Linked DNA regions of Mus musculus: regions 2, 3, 4 and 5 are each linked to region 1. Evidence: chromatin contacts called from public promoter capture Hi-C data. All regions are on one chromosome and are shown on one strand. The core of a region is the stretch at or near the end of the contact, and the rest is flanking DNA. Distances in the headings are between cores, read along the strand shown.

The links. Promoter capture Hi-C pulls out the DNA fragments that hold promoters and counts their contacts.
Region 2: a contact with region 1 is called in a promoter capture Hi-C map of liver, with 2.1 times the contacts expected there. The contact joins the promoter of Rasl11b here to the promoter of Srd5a3 in region 1. A contact is called at or near these places in 4 of 39 promoter capture datasets (the C10 cell line, hippocampal neurons, liver and 1 more) and 1 of 115 datasets of contacts at active chromatin or transcription factors (astrocytes).
Region 3: a promoter capture Hi-C map of pre-B cells shows a contact between it and region 1, with 3 times the contacts expected there. The contact joins the promoter of Polr2b here to the promoter of Srd5a3 in region 1. A contact is called at or near these places in 2 of 39 promoter capture datasets (erythroid cells and pre-B cells) and 1 of 484 Hi-C or Micro-C datasets (CD4 T cells).
Region 4: a promoter capture Hi-C map of pre-B cells shows a contact between it and region 1, with 5 times the contacts expected there. The contact joins the promoter of Rest here to the promoter of Srd5a3 in region 1. A contact is called at or near these places in 4 of 39 promoter capture datasets (the C10 cell line, liver and pre-B cells), 2 of 484 Hi-C or Micro-C datasets (CD4 T cells and erythroblasts) and 2 of 9 other capture datasets (adipose tissue and liver).
Region 5: a contact with region 1 is called in a promoter capture Hi-C map of pre-B cells, with 6 times the contacts expected there. The contact joins the promoter of Chic2 here to the promoter of Srd5a3 in region 1. A contact is called at or near these places in 4 of 39 promoter capture datasets (hematopoietic stem and progenitor cells, liver, neutrophils and 1 more), 7 of 484 Hi-C or Micro-C datasets (the Ba/F3 cell line, CD4 T cells, the G1E-ER4 cell line and 3 more), 4 of 115 datasets of contacts at active chromatin or transcription factors (embryonic stem cells, large pre-B cells, pro-B cells and 1 more) and 2 of 9 other capture datasets (adipose tissue and liver).

Annotation. Positions count from the first base shown.
Region 1 is chr5:76,138,954-76,141,642 of GRCm38.p6, reverse strand. Srd5a3 (steroid 5 alpha-reductase 3) reads right to left here and starts at 1,370. Exons shown (of 6, transcript NM_020611.4): 1 at 1,095-1,370. The coding sequence starts at 1,315.
Region 2 is chr5:74,193,947-74,196,635 of GRCm38.p6, reverse strand. It overlaps Rasl11b (RAS-like, family 11, member B), which reads right to left and starts at 1,310. Exons shown (of 4, transcript NM_026878.1): 1 at 1,046-1,310; 2 at 477-533. The coding sequence starts at 1,184.
Region 3 is chr5:77,309,132-77,311,820 of GRCm38.p6, reverse strand. Polr2b (polymerase (RNA) II (DNA directed) polypeptide B) reads right to left here and starts at 1,337. Exons shown (of 25, transcript NM_153798.2): 1 at 1,191-1,337. The coding sequence starts at 1,209. Noa1 (nitric oxide associated 1) reads left to right here and starts at 1,735. Exons shown (of 7, transcript NM_019836.3): 1 at 1,735-2,689. The coding sequence starts at 1,765.
Region 4 is chr5:77,264,106-77,266,794 of GRCm38.p6, reverse strand. Rest (RE1-silencing transcription factor) reads right to left here and starts at 1,301. Exons shown (of 4, transcript NM_011263.2): 1 at 1,007-1,301.
Region 5 is chr5:75,043,291-75,045,979 of GRCm38.p6, reverse strand. It overlaps Chic2 (cysteine-rich hydrophobic domain 2), which reads left to right and starts at 1,339. Exons shown (of 6, transcript NM_028850.5): 1 at 1,339-1,800. The coding sequence starts at 1,682.

The DNA.
Region 1 (2,689 bases), core at 121-2,620:
GTACCAAGTGTTACCGGGATGAATACAGGGAAGGCCCACCTCTTTCTTGGCTGTCACACAAAGGCAGACTTGAGTGTAGCAGCTGAGGAGTCCCATCCAGAGAGACTGAGTATAAGTGATTTTTAAGTGTGCTTTGAACTCTGGGGACACTAGAACCTCTCTCAAAAGTCAGAAAATAAATTGCTATATAGCATAAGGGATATAGGCCAATCAAACCCGAGGATAAGAGGACGGTAGGATGGTCTTAAAATTGGGCCTCTAAGGAAGAGTTCTTCCGGGTCTTAATCTCTTTACCATTCATTCTTCACAATGACATGGTACTCTGCTCTCACACTAACCCCCTGAAAGACCCCCTCCAACAGTCAGGACATAGCTGGGGCCAGTTGATAGCCCCACCGCCATCTGCAGAGGTGGGCAACGGCTACAGATTTCTAAAGCAATCTAGATGAATCCGTCAGAACCCATCACATTCCTTCCAATTCAATTCTAAATGCAAATGCGTGATGAATTTCATAAAAAAAAATGACACAGCTTTATTATCTAGAATACTGTGTTAAGATGACTTCTCCATCTACATACTGAATTCATCGTGGAGTTAAAAAAAAAAAAAAAAGAAAGAAAGAAAGAAAAGGAAAGGAAAGCCATGTGGCGGGTCTCACATATTCTCAGCGGAGTCCATATGTACCCCGGAAGATTTTAGTATTTCACAACTTGGTTACTGAGCCTTCCGGGATGGGTTGGGGCAGGGCATACTGGGCTAGTTTGCCAGAGCACCTGTGGAGATGCAGGTTAGTGATGTCTGCACAGCCCCAGGGGAGCACACTCTGGACTTCTTTCTTGACTGTGACAGATCGGGCTGAGAACTGCGGAAATCGAGGAAGAACTTGCCTCCAAGTCCATGAATTTCCACGACCTCAAGTTCTGGGGAGGGGAAGCGGAAAACTGGGGGTAAAGAAGTCAGGGCGGCTCCCTGGGGGCCGGGCCAACTTGAGATGCTCTGTCATTTCCGGGGACGGCTCGGGGACAGCCCCTGGCTCACGTGCCTGCGCCGCCTCTGTTGCCCCCTGCCGGGCGCGCCCCGCCACCGACGTTACCTCTTGGGGACATCGAAGGCCCTGCAGACGGCGGGGCGCCGCGAGCCGGACTGCTTGGTCTTCCCGTAGCGGAGCAGGTCCTGGAAGAGCGCGCAGCTCGGCAGCAGCCTGGCGGGCGCCAGCTGCAGCAGCAGCGCGAACAGGAAGGCGGCGGCCAGCGCCAGCCACAGCGTCCGCAGGGGGTTCAGGGCCGAGAGCTCAAACCCGGCCCACCCAGCCATAGCCCGGGAGCCGGCTACAGATGCGCGCCGCCGCGCCGCCCTCCTTCTCTCACCCCCTCCCTCCCTCCCGCCTCGGCGGCGCGCTTGGCGGTGACGCGGCTCCTGGGCGGGACGCGCGGCCCCGCCCCTGGCTAGGCGCTCAGGAGCTGGGTTGTGCTCCTGCTCACCTGGTTTGAGCAGGCTGCGCTTTAGACTTGTACTGCCTCTAATCTAATTCCGAGATGCAACTCCAACTTGAAGTTCTGCAGGAGCATGCGAGACCACGTGCTACAGTCCAAGTCTTGTAGAGATACGTTACACCTATTTATTAAGTGGAGTGGAGCTATGCCAAGAGGTGTGGGTGGGAGCCCAAGACAGCTTGGGGGGAATTGGTTCTCTCCTTCCACCATGTGGCGCTTCGGGGATCCTATTCTAGAGGTCAGGTTCTCACCAGCCTGTGTAAGTTTCTATAAACTTTGACTGCGGGATTACTGCTGCGAAAAAGTGTGAAGAGAAATTTTGGTTGAAGTACAGGCTGAATTCTTGGCTGGGTCCCTAGAGGGGGCCCCCAGGAGTCAAGATGCGAAGGATCTTAATACCACGCTGGTCTACCAGAAGCACCAGATTCATTAGCATACTCCAGATGGGGATCGCTGTAAATTCAGGGATGACCTCTGGAAAGACCTCGGTGAGGGAATTCTACACTTTGTCAACTGTAGGCTGGAGCTGCTCCGGCAAACTCTGGATTTTGGAGTGGAAAAGCAGAGTAATGCCCTCAATGGACCTACGTTTTTCACCCATCTGCTCCATGGACAAAGTGTTTAACTAGCTGTGTCTGCTGCCTTTATGGCTAGGAATGAAAAGATTTGGAAGACCTTTATGCACTCATTGGCTCGAGTCCATGGGGCAGTGGGGGTGAGGGGGAAGGCAAGGTATGAGACAGCAAATCTCCAAAAACCTCCCTCCACGGATCTGGCTCAGATGCTGTCTTTCAGGCATCAGTGGAAAACACCATCACGTGTTAGATGAAGGCCTGGTTCCCTGTTGACAGCTGCTTAGTGGTATTTCAGGCTATCGGGTCCTTGAGTAATGCAGGCTACTCAGAAAGGAGGAAGCAAATGGGATCCAATTGTGTACCCCTATAATACAAGTCTTTATCACAGCCTTGCTTTCAACAGAAAAATGACTACACCCCTAAATCTGCCTTGATGCGTTTAGCCAAATTATGGTACACTCCCATTTTCTCTCTTAAAAAAAAAAAAGAAAAGATTACAGAGTGGGGGAAAAAAAGAATACTTTTATTTATAGATTGTATGTGTGTGTGTATGTGTGACTGGCCCATCCATGTCAATAATCATTAATAATATAGTTAAGCTTCCTCTCCTCAGTTATATA
Region 2 (2,689 bases), core at 61-2,560, 1.9 Mb after region 1:
AGCAGCTACTTATTTGTCTTTGTTAAGGAAAGAACTTTAGGCTTACAACTCTTCTTTGGCCTTTGCTTTCAAAGGTCGCCCCTGAAAGGCAGCCAGCAGAGGGAGAGGGTGGGGGAGGAGCTTGCAGCTGGGTTTTTTGTTTGGTTGGGTATTTTTTTTTTTTATGACTTTTGCAGGCATGTTTTAAAGGACAAGGCCTTGGAGTACAAACGGTGCTTCCAACTGGGGTCCCTATAGTTAAAACATACCACAGGGAATACTTTCGGGCACTTGATAAAATGATGAATGCGCCAAGAATGGAATGAGGCCAGATGGCAGCTGGGGGGAGGGGGAAGGGGGAGGGGGAGGGGGCGTGCAGAATTGGAAGTAGCAGAATCTTGATGCTAAACACTGTCACTCTGAAGGAAGTGTCCTTAAAGGTACTGAGAAATGAGGGCGGCCATCCCAACAGGGTTGGTCTCCGTACGTTTCCTCACCTGCATTTCGTTCGTAGTCCCCGATGAATCGTTTAGTGAGGAATCGGACCACCAAAGCTGCAATTCAGAAAAGAAAACAGACTGTTAACCCACTAAGTTAGACGGTTCTCCACCCCACCCCCACCTGGAAAACAACTCTTCCAAAGAAAGTCACAGCCGGCCACCGAGGGCTCCTTGACCCTCTACCAGACACAAGGAGGTAGGAGTGAATTACAGCTCTGCCAGCAGGAAGGGTCTTGAGGCCCAGCCCCTCCGCGGAGCCCAGCTGGGCCACACCTAAGCCTTCCAGCAGGCAAACTTCTTCCTAACCTTACGGAACTCCTGGAGGGGTTACAATCACTAGCTCCCCCATTCCGCCCCAGATCCTGCCAAAAGCCCAAAGCCCCAAAGTTCTACTCTGGCCCGAAAGTCGGCGGGACGCTCTGGGCCCCAGTGACCCTCTTCGTTAAAGCAGAGACATGAAGAGGCAGAGGATCCCACTGCAACGCCCACCGTCTCTCAGTTCCAGTCCGAGCGGGGGTCTCCCACGTCCCGCCCCTCCACCAAGCGGGTTCCTCGCATGGACTCACCGGTCTTGCCCACGCCGCTGGCCCCTACCACGGCGATCTTAACGAGCCGGCGGCCCGCAGCCCCCAGGCAGCAGTCGGCAGCGGTGCTGCCTGGGGCGGGGTACTCTGCGATGGTACACATGTTCTGGATGAGGCGCATCGCCGCTACGGCCCGGCTGCACGGAGCGGGGAGGAAAGTCAGGACAGGAGACGGCTCGCGCTGCAAGGAGAGGAGGGTACCCCGTCGGAGGGCGCGCGGGCAGAAACTGGAAAGAACGGGAGAGCGCGACGAGAAGAGAGGCTCGGGGGTTCCGGATCGCGGCTGGGATGGCAGCCGCCGGGGCGCGGGTTTTCTCTGGCCCAGGCCCCGCCTCCATTCCAGCAGCCAATCCCCGAGCGCCCCGCTCGAGGCCCCGCCCACGGCCTGCACTACCAGGCTGCGCCCCCACAGGAGCCGAGAGCGAGTGCGGGGCCCCGTGAGATCCGAGGAAAACAGGGCGGCCGGCGCGAGGGTGGCAACGTGCGGGACCCAGCCGGCTCCCGCTGCGCTAGCACGCGGCCGCACCGGTGCCTGCGGGGTCACGGGGTCTCAGATCCGCGTGGGGGGATCTGGCCGTGTCTGCTGGGTCTCAGGTCCACGTGGGGGGAATCTGTCCTTGCCTTCATAGGAGACCTGGCGTGTCCGCGGGATCTCAGATCCGCGGTGGGTTTAGAAGCACCCACCCTTGTCTGCCAACCTCGCCGCTGGGCCTCCGTAGGTCAGTCCCTAGGCATTCTCTGAATTGGGTCCCAGGTCCCCTAACCTCTCTGACCACTGGCTTCTCCACCTCTGACCCCAAGGAACCTGCTGGGAGCCCCATAGGTCACTGCCCTGTTTGGCCCTGCCCTATGTTCTGCTCGTGCGCTCGACATCTTTGCACTGACTTGGCTACATTCAAAGTATTATCCTGGATTATACATTTTCCCCATCCTTGTATTCCTAAACAAAGGCACCCCTCCGTGACCCAAAATGTGGCGTTTGTCTTTGGGGCAAAATACCTATTTTGTTCTAGTTCTTGCCAACAGTGCAAGCCCACGAGAAGGCACACAACGTGGAAAGCAAGTACCGCACCCCGAGAGGCAAAGCCAGGCTAAAAGTCACTAGAACAAGCTTGCATGGCTAGCCCAGTCACGCCTCCTCCCAGATCTGTGAAAGGTAAGACAAGAAGTCAGTGCAGCTGTGGATTGGACTCACCGGGAGGCAGAGGGGCCCCACGGTTAGCCTAGTCATAAAGGTTAGTTAAAAGTGGCTTGTCGCCAAGGAAGATGAGGAGTCTAGCACTCATAAAAATACCAAGTACCCCCGTGTCCTCATCAGAGAAAATCACAGACAACTGCTGGCCAGATCCCAACTTCAGCAACCTACTTTATCTATCGCCACCAGCATGCCCTTACAACCCTCAGGGCCTTTTATCTTGGTGCCTAAGAGCAAAGCCTGTGGCATTTTGTACACCTTTATTGAAGGTAGAAAAGCAAAAGAAGCTGATTCCAGGCTCAACACACCGTTTCTTGTTTAATCACAGTCCATTCTGGGCTTCATTCACCAGGTAATAAGAATTTACCCTCCTACTCTGGTCAGACCGGGACAAACCCTGTATCTAGTAACAGTTTGAAGGGGTGAAGAAA
Region 3 (2,689 bases), core at 88-2,587, 1.2 Mb before region 1:
GACTGCAGAGCATGGCCCACACTAGGCAGTACGAGCACCAGGCTACATCTCCAGTCCAGTAAGAAAGCTTCGTTTGAGCATCACGCTCCTGTTAAAAGTATCTGAAGAGTGAAATATGCTCTACAGAAATATATAGTCTGAGGGCCATGAACCTGAATTCAAACTCCAGGACCTCTATGGTACACCCCATGAGTGCGCCCACATTCATACATATGCACAAAATAAATAAATGTCATATGGTTTTAAAGCTCCTAAATTTCCTTCAAGTAAGAATAACTTTAAAAAGAATATAACGATTCTAATAGATTCTAATGAGGTATGAATGGGTCTGAGACATTGAAGCAATTTTAAAAGTTAAAGCGTTTGCTTCTATTGTTTCCATGAGAAAAGGGGGAGGGAGGGGAATGCATAGGACAGCCACAAAGTTGGGAGCTGGAATAAAATGATTTTTGATCAGAGAAAAGGGAGCTTAAAAAAAACACACACACAACATGAAAATAAAATGGGTAGGACTAAGAAGTGTTCATACAAAAAGTAAAAAGCCATTTTGTCCTCGTGAAAATGGAAAACATACCATCCTAGAACTGTCATCTCGTGGGAAGTGACCGCTTAAGGCCATCTTTTAAGGCAGTTTACTTAAACTGAAGACAGTGTGAAGGAATGTCAACCCAGAACCCGTTCTTTGTCCCTAATACGTCCAGAGTTTAACAATGTCTAACACAAGGACGTGGTCAAAAATTGAGCTTCCTGGGCCTAGAAATATGGCTCAGAAGCAGAGTATGTGCAGACAGGCCCTGGGTTCAATTCCCTGTGCCGTTTAATAATAATAATAATAATAATAATAATAATAATAGCTATTCAATAAGTCGACTGAAATGATAAATGAAATCAATCAACATCAAACAACTAAATGTTAGTTAATAAGCTACGCTATGTCGATTCTGGAAGGTGGTTACAGATTTAACGGGAGGCCGTGTAGGGAGCAATCAAGCCGACCCAGGAACGTGAACCCCGAGCCTGCACCGCTAGCAAAGCCCACTTCGTTCCCGGGCTAAATCGTAGGAACCAGGCTGCCGGGAGCCCGCGCGCCACGGACGGGATGCGGCGGCTGGCGCTGATCCCTGCTGCAGGTCCCCCGCCGTCCCGCCTAAGGGGCTATAGCGTGAAGCGTGCCTCAAGCGGTCACTTACCCTCGTCGGCGTCATACATCTTGGCCAAAGGTTTCTGGAGCTCTTACTCGGAATCGCAAAGCTGGAGACGGGAAGCGCGGCGGCAAACTCAAGAGTGCGATACCAAGCAATGTCCGTCTCCGACGTTCCCAGAATCCTCGGCGTCTCAGCGAGGGGGCGGGGTGTGAGGCTTGCGCCTGCGCAGACGACTGGCAAAGGGTCTGGCTGGACTTGAACTACGCATGCGCGAGTGATGACTAGCTGGCTGCCGCTGAGGACAGACGGCTCCTTAGCCAGAAGTTAGGTTACGCTAATGAAAGTTTCTTGCTGCGTGTTTTGATTTGTTTGAAGATTTATGAAAGAAATGGCTCCGCGTGTGGACTGAGCACTGGAGAACCTTCTGCTCACCCAGCTCTATCGAGTCCGTGCCTTTGCACGTCTGCCTGAACTCTCGAGTTTCAGAGCTGTCATCGCGAGAGTGCGAGAATCGGCCGCACTGTTGGACAGTTCCCTCTCGTCTAGTCGCTGGGGGAGGAACTTCTCGGACGCGAGCGCGCGTGCGCGCGCGAGGCCCCGCCCTCCTCGCGCTGTCCACATGCTGCCCGCGCGCCTGGCTTGCGGGCTGCTCTGCGGGCTCCGGCGGGGCCCCGCGCCGGCCGCTGCGTGCTACGGCCCAGCACGGTGGCTTCTGGAGGGGAAGTGTGAGGTCCCCATCCGCCAGCGTGCATCATCCTTGGGCCGTCGGGTTCCCCCGAGCTCCACGGCGACCGAGGACTATGCAGAAGGCCCGGACACGGAGGAACGCTTTCTGTTCCCGGAGTACGTCCCGGAGCGGACCCCGGAGGAACAAGTGCGGGAGTTGCAGGAGCTGCGGGAGTTGCAGCAGCTGCAGCAGGAGAAGGAACGAGAGAGATTGCAGCAGCGGGAGGAGCGGCTTCAGCAGAAGCTGCGGGCGGGCTTCCGGACGCTGCCTGTCCCGGAGTTTCCAGACGCCTCGGTGCCGCCCAGCGGCATCTACTGCTCGGGCTGCGGAGCCGAGCTGCACTGCCAGCATCCCGGCCTGCCGGGCTACCTGCCGGAGGAGAAGTTCCGCGACGCTGCCCAGGCGGAAGGCGGCCCGGCGCGGACCGTGTGCCAACGCTGCTGGCTGCTGGTGCACCACGGACGAGCCCTGCGCCTGCAGGTAAGCCGCGATCAGTACCTGGAGCTTGTGAGCGCAGCGCTGCGGCGTCCCGGGCCGGCTCTGGTGCTCTATATGGTGAATCTTCTAGACCTGCCGGACGCCCTGCTGCCCGACCTGCCCAAGCTGGTGGGCCCCAAGCAACTCATCGTGCTGGGGAACAAAGTGGACCTGCTGCCCCAGGACGCTCCCGGCTACTTGAAGCGGCTGCGGAAGCGGCTGTGGGACGATTGCATCCGCGCCGGGCTCGTGGTGGCTCCTGGTCATCAAGGACCACAGTACCCTGCCGGGGATGAGCCACTGGAGGAGATAAAGAATCAGAATCCGTCCTCCAGGTCCC
Region 4 (2,689 bases), core at 52-2,551, 1.1 Mb before region 1:
AAAGCTTCCCCCACGCACCTCGGCAGCCACACTCCCAAGGAAATCTCCACGTCTCTCGGGCAGACTGTGCTAAGCACAGCCCGAGAGCAACGTGTTGCACCGAATTCCTATGTGCCGCTGCCACCAGCGCCGGCCTCGGCGGCGGCATTCCTAACTGAAATAGGCATTCGGCCATTTTCTCAAAATACCAAACACAAAGCAGCTCTTTGCAAACTTGGGCCCTCTTGCTTCCTCTCCGCCACCAACCCGCGGGCGGTGCCTGGGCTCGGACCTCACGCGCTGCCCACCACCCTAGAGGCGCCTCCCCGGCCGGCCGCGGCCCCGCAGCCCCCTCCCCCGCCGCCCGCCACTAGCCCGGCCGGGACTGGGCGGAAAAGTTACCTCGCTACCCGCGTCCGATCGGGCCTGTACCGGGGCTCCGCGGCGCCCTCCCGAGGCTGTCGGCCCCCGGTCGCTGCGAGGGGCCCCACGCGGGCCGCCACCGCCGCCCCCGTGGCCCGGAAGTTTGCGAACTTCGCTCCCCCGCTGCGCAGAGCCAGCGCGGGCCGCAGAAATCGCTGTCCAGCCTGCCGCCGGCGCCGCCCGTGCCCCGGGCTGAGTCAAGCGGGGCGGCCGCCTTCCGGCCCTGCTACGACTGGGGGGGAGGGGGCGGCGAGCCTGGGACGCCGGCGGGGCCGGGGGCGTTGGGCCCGAGGCGGAGGGAGGGCGGAGGGGGGAAGTTTCAGGACCGCGGTCACCAGCAGCGGCGCTCCGGCCTCCGTGGCCCCGGATCTCAGCGCCGTGCGGAAGGGCCTCCCCGTGCTCCGCTGGGGGCCGATGCCCACGCCGCTCCGCACCAGCCCCCGGCCCAGCCCGTGACTCGCTCCGTAACTCGATCCCGCCCCCGCCCGGCCGCCGCGCCGCCCGAGCCACAGTATCTGCAAATCAGCCCTGGACAGCGCCTCGCGCCGCTCCGCGCCTGCCCGCCGCCCTCCCCCGTCGCTCTCCTCGCTCCGCCGCGTCCTACCCTCTGAACTGTGCGCCCACGGTCCGCCACCCCCGCGTCGCCGCCGCTCCAACTCCTTTTCTTTGTTGCTGGACTTTCGGGGGAGGGGAGGGGAGGGAGAGCGGGGAAAAGTTGGGCGTCGAGGCCCTCGAGATCCCGGGGTGCGATCGCGGAGCGGGATCAGACCGCCGGCCCTGGTTCTGCCGTCGCTGCGGTCCCGGCCGCCCGGGTCTGGGGCCCGCGGCCTCGGCGGCGCTCCTCGGTCTTCTGCTGCTGCGCCGCGAGCTCGCGGGAGCCGCACATTCCAGCACAGGACGCTGCGCCGCGCACCCGGCCCGCGCCGTCGCCGCCCGCCCGCCCGCCGGACACGCCCCCTCGCCGTCCGCGCGCGCCCGCCGACACGCCCCCTTCCCCGCCCGCGCGCGTGGCCGCCGAGCGCGCCCCGCCCCTCGGTCCCGAGGCTCGAAGTGGACTCCTGGCCTGCCTGGGGGCGCGCCTCGGGGGAAACTTACCTAATCCGCCCGGCCCCCGACTCCCGCCTTAGGCTCATTAAAGGGGCGGAACCTACTCCCTGAGCTTCTTTCTTTTATAAACAAATAGCAGAAGTTAGCCCCAGCCTTACCCGGGCGTGCACGAGAATTGGGGTTGTTGGAGGAAAAAACGTGCAGGCATTGACCGCCCTCTTGAGAAGTATTGTCACTGGCCTCTTAAGTAAGGCTGAAGCCTCGAAAAATACTGTTCAGGCCTGGCGTGTGGGCTCTCGCCGTTAATCCCAACACTCAGAATGCTGTTGAGACTGGAGGATCAAGAGTTAAAGGCCGGAGTTCAAGATCAACCTGGGCTACTTAGGGACACTAGTGCAAGAAATTAAAAAACAATACAAAACCCGAAAATCGGCCCTGGCTGCACAAGTCTGTAATCCTACTTGAAAGGCGTGAGCACCAGGAGATCCAGGTCATTGACTTGACAAATTGGGGGGCCCGGGGGTGGGGGATTGCTCTTGTCTGCAATCAGACTCAGAATTCAGTAGACAGAGGCAGGAGGATTGCTGAGAGCTTAAAGCTTTAGTGTGCTATGTAAGAATTTTCAGGCCAGCCATAGCTACAAAGTGAGACCTTTCTCAATCAAAGAAACAAAATCTAAGTGCCTGCCTACACAGATCTTTATGCTTAACTGTAATTTTAAGCTTCATGAGGTCAAAATGCTTTCACATTGCAAACTCTTAACCAGGAGAAAATCAGTCCTTGTGGGGGTTGAGACAAAGCCAAGTCCAGTTCAGTACCTGACGTCTTATAATGGGGACAGGGAGTCTCAGGTCCTGTCCCTTCTCACCTGAAATGCTTTTTTAGCCTGCTTTTAATGTCTTCCTGGAAGTGGGCCTTGTAGCCTTTAATTTGTAGTTAGTGAACTACCAGCTAGAGTTTAAAGCTCTCGGCCGCCTTCAGGGCCCGGCATTTCCGGATCTAAATGTGTGAACCTCTCGTTGGCATTACTACAGAGGTAGCAGCAGGTGGGTGCTAAGAGGCTGGAAGCAGAGCTTCAGGTTTCTCTGACATTTTCCTTTACCTCTTTTCTGGCACGCTGTAGAACCCATCTTTCAAAAAAAAAAAACAAAACAAAACAAAACCCTACAATATATTACTAGTTGGTACAAAATTGAAGGCAAGGCGGAATGAAGGCCCTAAGGTACTTGACCACCAAAGA
Region 5 (2,689 bases), core at 90-2,589, 1.1 Mb after region 1:
ACATACATAGTCGCGCGTGCACGCGCACAGACACACACACACACACACACACACACACACACACACACACAGCTGACCACACAGTAGGTTCAGTGTTTATTGAATGAATAAATCTGGGAAAGCATAAGTCTGACGCATCGACTATTTTTCCCTGCCTAGCTCACTGCCCTTTTTTTTTTCCCCAGATCTTTCCAGGATTAAGTTGTCCAGCATTTTCCACTCTCATGTTAACCTTTGTACGTTTTCTGCTTGGACAAAGACCCGTAAACGAACTTGAAGGATGCGAACACTGCGTAGAGAACTGTTTGTGGACACTGGGTCCAGTACAACTCCTCTTTCCTTTCCAGACCAATGAGGAACTCTTGTTACCCCATGGTCCAGTTTGCCGTAGGAGTCCAGTTCTGTTCCTATGTTGTTTGGATGCTTGGCAGACTCTTGATTGTGAAACCAGGTCCAAGGTGATCCATGAGTCCACTGTTCCTCCCTTCCCCCATCCCCTCTTGTGGAGAAAACATTTTTCACTAGAGAGACGAAGCATACAACTGCAACTTCTTAATTGGAACACAGAGAACTTGTCAACTTTGTTAGGTAGTATTGATGGTGAGATTTCTTGTTAACAAACAAACAAACAAACAAACAACCTGGGCTAAAAGGACAGAATATTTGGCTTTGGAGATATTTTGGAAAATCAGGTAGGACAGTAGACAGGAAAGCACTGTTTGCCGGGCAGTGGTGGTGCACGCCTTTAATCCCAACACTTGGGAGGCAGAGGCAGGGGGATTTCTGAATTCGAGGCCAGCCTGGTCTACAGAATGAGTTCCAGGACAGCCAGGGCTACACAGAGAAACCCTGTCTCGAAAAACCAAACCAAACCAAACCAAACCAAACCAAACCAAACCAAACCAAACCAAACCAAACCAAACCAAACCAAACCAAACCAAACCAAACCAAACAACAACAACAAAAAAAAAGAGAATGCACTGCTTTGTTAATCTCAAGTTGGCAAAGTCAACCAACTCTGCTTCGCATCGTGGACTAAAAACGTTTTATTAAACCGGCAGTCAGATTCTCTGGTCCGGCCAGGGGCTTCGCCCGCTGTCGTTGTTTGGGCTACAGATTACTCCAGCCTGGCTCTAGGAGTCGAGTCGGGGTCAGCGCCCCCGATCCTCACAGACGCCGCCTTCCGGGTCGCTGACCCTGGAGCCGGAGGGCGGGGCCGCGCCGGGTGGAAGCGGAGGAAGAGGCCGGCGTCCCGGGAGCGCGCGAGACCGTCCGCGTGAACGCGCCCGCCCGCCCACCCGCGCGCCCGCGCCCACGCCCGCGCCCGCCCGCGCTCCCGGGAAGTCTCGCGATGCGGTAGCCGGCTGCTCCTGCTGCGGGTGGCTCGGGCTGTTGCTGTGGTTGCCGGAGTTGCGGCGGCGACGGCGGCGGCGCTGGCGCGGGCGGCGGCGCTGGCGGGGGTGGCGGCCCCGGCGGATGTTGACATTGTGTTGTTGTTCCTGCCCACGGTAATGGCGGCGGTGGCGGCGGCAACGGCGGCGGCCGGGACCAGGTCTCCTCAGTAGCCGGAGCCCACACTGCCGAGCGCCAGCTCCGCGGCCTCCGCGCCCGCCGCCTCACCAGCCGTTCCCCGCGGCCGCCCCAGAGCCAGGGCCCCGGGCGGGGGGCTCGCCGGCTCGGGATGGCGGATTTCGATGAAATCTACGAGGAGGAGGAGGACGAGGAGCGGGCCCTGGAGGAGCAGCTGCTCAAGTACTCGCCCGACCCGGTGGTGGTCCGCGGCTCCGGTCACGTCACCGTGTAAGGCCCTGCGAGGGCTAGGACGAGGACGGGTGGCGAGGCGCGGGCGGGGTGGGCCCTGGGACCCCTGGGGGTCCTCCTTTTCTTAAACCCCCGTCCCCGGTGACTGGCGCGGGACGGGGGCCTTGGGGGAAGCTCCGGCGATCAGGAAGTGAGAACTTGCTCTGCTTCCATTTGTTTAGGACTCCCAAGTGGGGACAGACACTGCCTCCCCTCCCTCCCACAGCCCCGGAGCAGGCCCCGTGGCCCGCGGGGATGTGTGGGGTCCCAGCCGGGAAGATGGCTCTTTAGGGTCTGCCTGATGGGCCATCGGTACAGGCTAGAGGTGCACACACTCACACACACACACACACACACACACACACATCTTGTGGGATCCATCTTTGTAACACCCCCCACACCCCCGTTATTCTTTGGGACTCTGCCTGACTTACAGCCTATTGACATATGGCTCAGAGGTCAGATCTGAGGTGTTAAGATCCCAGTGGCAGTTGGTAAATGAGATTCACTGTCGTGTGTCTATCACACATAACACGTAGGGGCTTCCCAGTTCCTCAAGAGTAAATTTCTGCAAAACTGATTCGAGTTGCTGTCAATTATGTATGATAGAAGTATACAGGTGGACGGAAAAAAAGAGGAGGATACATCTGTTTACAAGGAATTACAAGTACCGAGTTTCCTGTAATCCGGTCTGTTTTGGGACACGGACCTAGGTTGGCTTCTTTGATAAGGGCCCCTGTAAGGTTTATTAGCAACATCAAAAGTCCCAATATTATTCAAACAATAAGGGATGAAAGCATTCTGAAAGGTCGTGACTAATAAAGGAATGTAGACTTGGGGCAAATAATGAGTTGTCCGGAAGAAGGAAGTTTTGTAACATTTCCCTGAT